2 separate regions of the Bicyclus anynana genome follow, and region 2 is linked to region 1. A link is a contact called in public Hi-C data. All regions are on one chromosome and are shown on one strand. Each heading gives the region's core, a stretch centred on a gene start, on an enhancer-like site or on the middle of the called end of the contact. The rest is flanking DNA. Distances are from core to core; before and after follow the strand shown.

Evidence for each region. A called contact is a pair of places that touch in the nucleus more often than the background predicts.
Region 2: a contact with region 1 is called in a Hi-C map of whole body, with 3 times the contacts expected there. The contact joins the promoter of LOC112044951 here to the promoter of LOC112044916 in region 1. A contact is called at or near these places in 2 of 2 Hi-C or Micro-C datasets (whole body and whole larva).

What each region holds. Positions count from the first base shown.
Region 1 is chr15:3,260,869-3,264,036 of ilBicAnyn1.1, reverse strand. It overlaps LOC112044916 (gamma-glutamyl hydrolase A), which reads left to right and starts at 1,609. Exons shown (of 7, transcript XM_052885863.1): 1 at 1,609-1,758. The coding sequence starts at 1,711. LOC112044919 (COP9 signalosome complex subunit 1) reads right to left here and starts at 641. Exons shown (of 4, transcript XM_024080927.2): 1 at 560-641; 2 at 326-404; 3 at 1-221. The coding sequence starts at 337.
Region 2 is chr15:3,402,043-3,405,507 of ilBicAnyn1.1, reverse strand. LOC112044951 (epimerase family protein SDR39U1) reads left to right here and starts at 2,062. Exons shown (of 4, transcript XM_024080965.2): 1 at 2,062-2,295; 2 at 3,044-3,278. The coding sequence starts at 2,171. LOC112044941 (programmed cell death protein 5) reads right to left here and starts at 1,217. Exons shown (of 3, transcript XM_024080958.2): 1 at 1,020-1,217; 2 at 137-245. The coding sequence starts at 1,085.

The DNA of each region.
Region 1 (3,168 bases), core at 360-2,859:
TATGTAGTCATGACGTATGATATAGCCATTTTGAGAGCTTCTAATCTTAAAGAAGGGCAGTGGTCTGCTACAAACATGAGTCTGTACAACTTAGCAAACCCAGTATATGATGCAGCATATGTTTCCAAGTCTAATGTAGGATTCTCTACGACATAACACTCTGTTTCATTGTTCTCATTGTCTTCAAGTGGAACGTCCACTTGCATAGGTTCCGCCGTATTCTGAAAAAGGAACAAAGTGATACGAGTGTAAACCTTAATCATTCACGAGTTCTAATCATCGCTTTCATAACAAGATGTTTATACATAAAAAGGACATTTCTTACCATTTCGTACATCTTATTTCAATAAACTTGAATTACAAAAGAAAATACGCGAATTTCCTTGTCAACGCAGGAAACCAACCTAGAACACAACGTATTTTTTAAACGCCTTGTTTATAAAAAATGAGTTCATTATCTCGTTCTCTTGTTATCTCAATTAACGTCACTTCACTTTAACTATGTGTTTAAATATATTACAGAAGATATAAACGAGAACGACAATATTTATTAGAGTACCTTTAACATTACGTTTCTTTTTTGCAGCGGCATTTTTCTTTTTTGACGAGGTATCTTCAATGTTGCCCAGTGAAATAATCACAAATGTGACTGTAGATAATAAAAATAATTTTGTAATTGAGAACAAGATATTGCGCCTTACGCCAACAACACACGGTCAAGTTTTCGATCAAGTCTGCTTAAACCTAGTTCGCACTACTTTATTATTTTAGTCGAGTACGGACGAGTTTTGGGCGGTAAATCCAAAAATTGTTCGTATACGACTAAAATACTAAAGTAAAGGATGTGGGCAGTGAAAAAAAAATCAAAATAATGTTTATAGCATTCTCAAAAAATAGTATACTATCTTAAACATGAATTCTGTAAATAATCGATTCGTTATTCGGTGACATGATGCGTGGCCGTTTTTTCAGATCTTATGATTTATCTTGTCTGACAAGTTTAACTAAAGCCCGATTTACACTTGTCTAACGTGTCGTGTCGTGACGCATCAGAACAAAACATCAGAAGCCATCACGACATGTCACAACACATATATTTAAACGTTGCCATATCTAATGTATGATATATATGTACGATTCTTTTCTGATGCGTCACGACACGACACGTTAGACATATATAAATCCGGATTTACTTCGTCTACGAATATTTGGCCTTGACTACGATCACACCTGATGTTAAGTGATGATGCAGTTGAAGATGTAAGTGAGCTTACTTGGAAGAGGTACAATTACCAGCGCTTTCAACTCGGCATCGTAGCAGAACGCTTGGCAGTTCGTTTTTCCAGTAGGGTACTACAGTAGGGTGACTAGCTACGGCCTGCTACCAGGACTAGACCTAAGCCAATTCAAAAGTTATAAAATCCCAAACTGACCCAATCTGGGAATCAAACCTAGGACCTATCTGTTGAGAACCACGTCAATATTAACTGCGCTAGAGAGGTCGTCAAAATATAGGTGTTATAGTATCTGCATTTTAAAAAACACGCATGCGCTCTGTTAACTTTATTGATCCTTATTGTTTGCTTACAATAAACGTTTTGCAGTTAATTGAGACTACGAGTATATCAGAATGTGACGTGATAGTGATATTCTTTTGTCCATTTCTAATGATATTCATTTTAATACTAAGAGATCTGTAATATAATAATAATGAGTGGCAACAAAAGCTTAGATTATCCAGCAAAAATTATATCTGAGGTTGGTTTTTTAGTTCTGTCAAATTACAACAACACTGTTTCTATAATCTGTGAATTTGTCTAAGACCGTCTATGGTAAGAGGAATGAAAGGAATACTCTCGGTCTCGGAAAAGTTGATTAGTGTTAGCAATAACTCAAACAAATTAAATAAACTATAGAATCGATTGTTCCTTGATGTAATAGTTTTAGTCATATTAAGAGCTTCCTAAATATGCCGGTTTCTGCGGCTTCTGTAGTTAAGTGGCATAAACATGGTCTACAACTTTTTGTTTAGTAAAACATGAAATTAGCAAACTAGAAAGCAAGTATTTTCATCAAGGTTTATTAAATGCTATGTATATAATAAAATACAATGTTGCGAAATCTCGGCTGGCGTTTTTATTGAAGCAATAAATGGACTTTTTTGTTCATTGCTTCTCTGTCTACAATTTAATTTTTCATAACTATTAAAACACTAGGTAAAAATACCTAGTGTTTTAATGGTTTCGCTCCCTTGTCTACAAATTAAACATTGACAATACAGTAAAAGTGTTCAAAACAGCTATTAAAACACTAGGAATTAAATTAATATCCGGTGTAGGCTGTTTAATAAATAAGGTCTATGTCATGTAATATTGTCAAATGTCAATATGACACAAGTTAAAAAGAATTTTTAAATCGTAGACAGAGAAGCATGAAACAAAAAAAAAATCCTTGAAATGTTAAAGGCTTTCTACAAACACGACTATGCGAAGATTACTAACAATCTGTCAGGGTGTGAGTTACAAGCATGTTGCCATAATAAAAAAACCTAATTAATATTGTCAGCTAATGAAAAAAATACAATAATAAAAAAAACGGGTTCCAAAAAAAAATATTTTAGGTTTTAAGCCCATAAATTTTATGGTTTTTTATGATAAATATAATTTGTTCTGCTTAGTTGACACTCGGAATAAAGGCCCAACCTCCATAAAAAAATGTCCTTTAGCTACTCCCCTGAGCACACTCATGCACAATTTTGTGTTTAATTCCAATTTATATTTATGTATTTACAGTTTAAGTTCCATAACACACAACTTGACATGGTATACAATATTTAGGTATTATTTGTTTGAATTGTTTGCCACAGTTTTAACGCACTAGTGACATATCTCTATTATTATAAAATCTTTGAACACAAATTAGACAGTATATAATGTATCATCTATGTTTAGGCCAATTGAACAGTTAGATCGAAAGGCCGAGAGCTTGGGACAATCAGTTACACGTCACACCCTATTTTAGGATGGCTGAAAGTTAGTCACCTTTATACTCCTATAACCATACGTAAGTACAGTAGCCAATTGTGGAGTTTGAACTTTGGTTTGGTGACTCTGGTTATTTTGTTCAGAATAAAGTGAAGCCTTTTCCATCGTCTCAAATTTTTAGTCC
Region 2 (3,465 bases), core at 813-3,312, 140 kb before region 1:
TTTATTAAAATTTGTTTATTTCAGACCCTTATTCCAAGTACTATATGAAACGAATATTGTTTAAATTATTATTTTTTATATCAATCAACTAGCCTATTAAGAGCGAGCACTAAGTAGAATATTTAAAAGCATTTACATCGTGCTCTGGCATCTTGACTAAGTGCTTGTGCCAGAATTGAGTGTTTTGCTTCTTCCATTGCTTGCATCCGTTCTTCCTGCGCCTTAGCTTGATTTGGATCACCACCCTGAAGATTAATGTAACACTAATTTTAGTACCATTGGTTTATAGAAAATACCCCTGATAATTACGATTTAGACCTACTACTTAGTGATAGAGCAGATTAGCATTAGCATCATAATGTCTTAAAATCAAAAATCTTAAAATAATGAAAATAAATTTGATTAATAAAGAATAATTAGATCTAGATAATATATATTTTTGGATAACATTTATTATGGAAATAAACAATGTATATATATAAAAATGAATTGCTGTTCGTTAGTCTCGCTTAAACTCGAGAACGGCTGAACGGCTTTATCTTATCTTGGTCTTGAAATGTTCGTGGAGGTATAGGGAAGGTTTAAAAGGTGAGAAAAATTAGAATAATTGCTGGGAAAACCATAAAATCAACCCTTTTCTATTTCCCATATAAACGTTTGAGTTTTAAGTAGGGGTAGGAGTAGGGTAGAGGTAGAGTAGGGGTAGGGTAGGGGAAGTGTAGGGGTAAGGTAGGGATAGGGTAGGGGAAGGGTAGGTGTTGAGTAATGTAGTGTAGGGATAGGGAAGAAGTGCACATAAGTCAAAGCGAAGCTTGACGGGTCCGCTAGTTTTAAATAAATAATAGTTTATTGGTTATATTAATAAAATTTCATATAACAAACTATACTTCCACATCAGCGAATTTCTACAATTTAGGCATGTTAAGGCCGAACAATTAATAGGGTTTAAACAGGGAAATTATTTTTATATTATGTGTTTTTAGCTGTTAATGACATCAACCTCATGCAAGCTAACTTACCCCATGTTGGGCCTGTAATTGTGCCAAGCGCTGCTGCCTTATTTTATCCAACTCTGGATCAGCCATTTTCTTAAATAGGATTTAGCTAAATTTAAATAACTCAGTAAATAGTTTTAATATTAAAGAATAGATAAAAAGAAAACTGAAGAAAATGATGAGAAAAAGCACAGACCGCAGACGTCAATATTCAAAGTCAAAGTCAAAGTCAAAAGCCATATTAATTTACTCTTTGTCAAAAGCACAGAATACACAATTACACAGAATAATAAATACAAAAGTACAATTTTTTTTATAATTATGGATCTGGGCTCTAAGCTCTAGTCCTTTTGCACAGGTGAGTACATAATATTACGGCTAACTGTGCTCTCAAACCACAGAACACTAATACTCCTCAAACACAGTTCAACTGATGACAGATGTCAGATTATATTTATTTAGAAATAATTTAGTAATAAGTAATAAGTATTACAAATACAATACAACACGATCCCATTCCGATTTCCGATCAGATAACGCACGCCATTAACGATCAATTATTCTCAAGATTCTGCAGCACCCACGACTATAACTGATCGTGTATTTGTCAGGCTCGACCTATGAAACGTCTTCGCTGCCGTTTGCGTTGCGCTGCAGAAACGTGAAAATAATTGACCGTCAAAGGCTGACTTAATTACTATAATTAGTTTATCGGCCGGTAAAATGTTTATTGAATGTTAAATTTTAATAGATGTATGTCGAATTACATATTTATGTTGTAATTACGTGTTAGTTTGTTTAGTTTTTAAAGGGAGCTATTTAAATAATTCCTATTTAACTTCATAGGAACCTAAGAAGATTACATAACCTCAATTAATAAAAATGGCAACTAGCACAGTATTAGTTGGTAAGCTTTAATATTATTGATATCTCTATCACCGTGATATTCATTAACATGAAAACTATAAATATGACCAAAAATAACAAGAAGTTGCATTGTACAAGTTGTGTTAAATTCAGTTAAATGTAGGTCAATAAAGTTACTTTTTTAACTGTTATTTTTCTATATTATAAGTTTTATTTTATTTATATCAGGTGGGGGAACAGGCTTTGTAGGGAAACGACTGAATAAGCTTCTTAAGGCAAGCAATTATAATGTTGTGAATGTATCTCGAATGCCAGCTGCCACTAGCATATCTTGGACTGCAGTAGAAAGTTCTGGATTGCCACCGGACACCACTGCTGTTGTGAATCTTGCTGGACAACACTTTATGGATTTTACAAAATCATGGACGCCAGGGTAAGTCCATCATATAGTACACACAGCCACAAACAACACACATCAACTATAAATTGCATTAATTTATATATAACCATAGTCATATTTACTAGAGGACTCTGTGCACATGAGGACAATGACCTCATTATTCATATGTGCACTAGAGTCCCATTCTCTTTCATAGTTACCCGACTATGAAAGAGAATGAAAGGTACGTTCTCCAATTTCAAAAGTATGTAGGGATTTCAAAATTGCTATATAATAGACGTAAATATGCCTTGCCTACCCTGAAGACTCATTACGAACCGTGCGTTGTGGAAGGAATTTCCCATTTTGTATAATTTGTACATAAAGTGCATACCCTAGTTAAAATCGTTATGCACGCCACTGATAGCAGGCTGTGTGGGCAGACTGTGTATTCTGTGCCTGTCTAAAAAGTTACGAAAGTTGCACAGATTGTTAGAATACTTTATGCGACTGTCTCATGTACACTTTGGTGTTAAGCCAGGGCATGTAGCCATGTGCCACGTTGATTATCTTTCTACAAATGCTAACACTTTGAAAATTGAAAAATGTATGGGAATGACATTTGCTATCGACATGCCACATGATCAAGTAATCAATCAGATCTGTCATTCACATACATTTTGTTAGTTTTCAAAGCGAAAAGTTAGTATTTGTAGAAAGAAAATTGATGTGCCACATGACTATAAGCCCACATCCACATAATAAACATGTCACTAAGGTACTTATGTTTGATATGTTTCAGATTTAAACAGAATGTGTATAACTCTCGGATTTTCACAACGAGATCATTAGCCACAGTTATAAATAAGAGTCAAAAAAAACCCAAGGTGTTTGTGTTAGTAACTGGTGTTGGGGCTTACGAGCCTTCTGAAACAAACAGATATGATGAGTCAAGCCCTTCAACAGGGCAAGATTTCTTTTCAAAATTACTTGTTGACTGGGAAAAAGCTGCTTATGTTGATCCACCTGTGAGACCTGTAAGTGGTAAGATTGGTTATTCTACAACCACATAATATTGACTATATTTTTTAATAATTGACAATATGGATAACATTCCACTATGGATACTATTAAAGTAACTACTACTTAAAAGTTGCACTACATTTGTCTGCAATGAAGATTGCTAAATGTAGTGCTGTTCAAAGAAAAGTCATTTGAAACCTG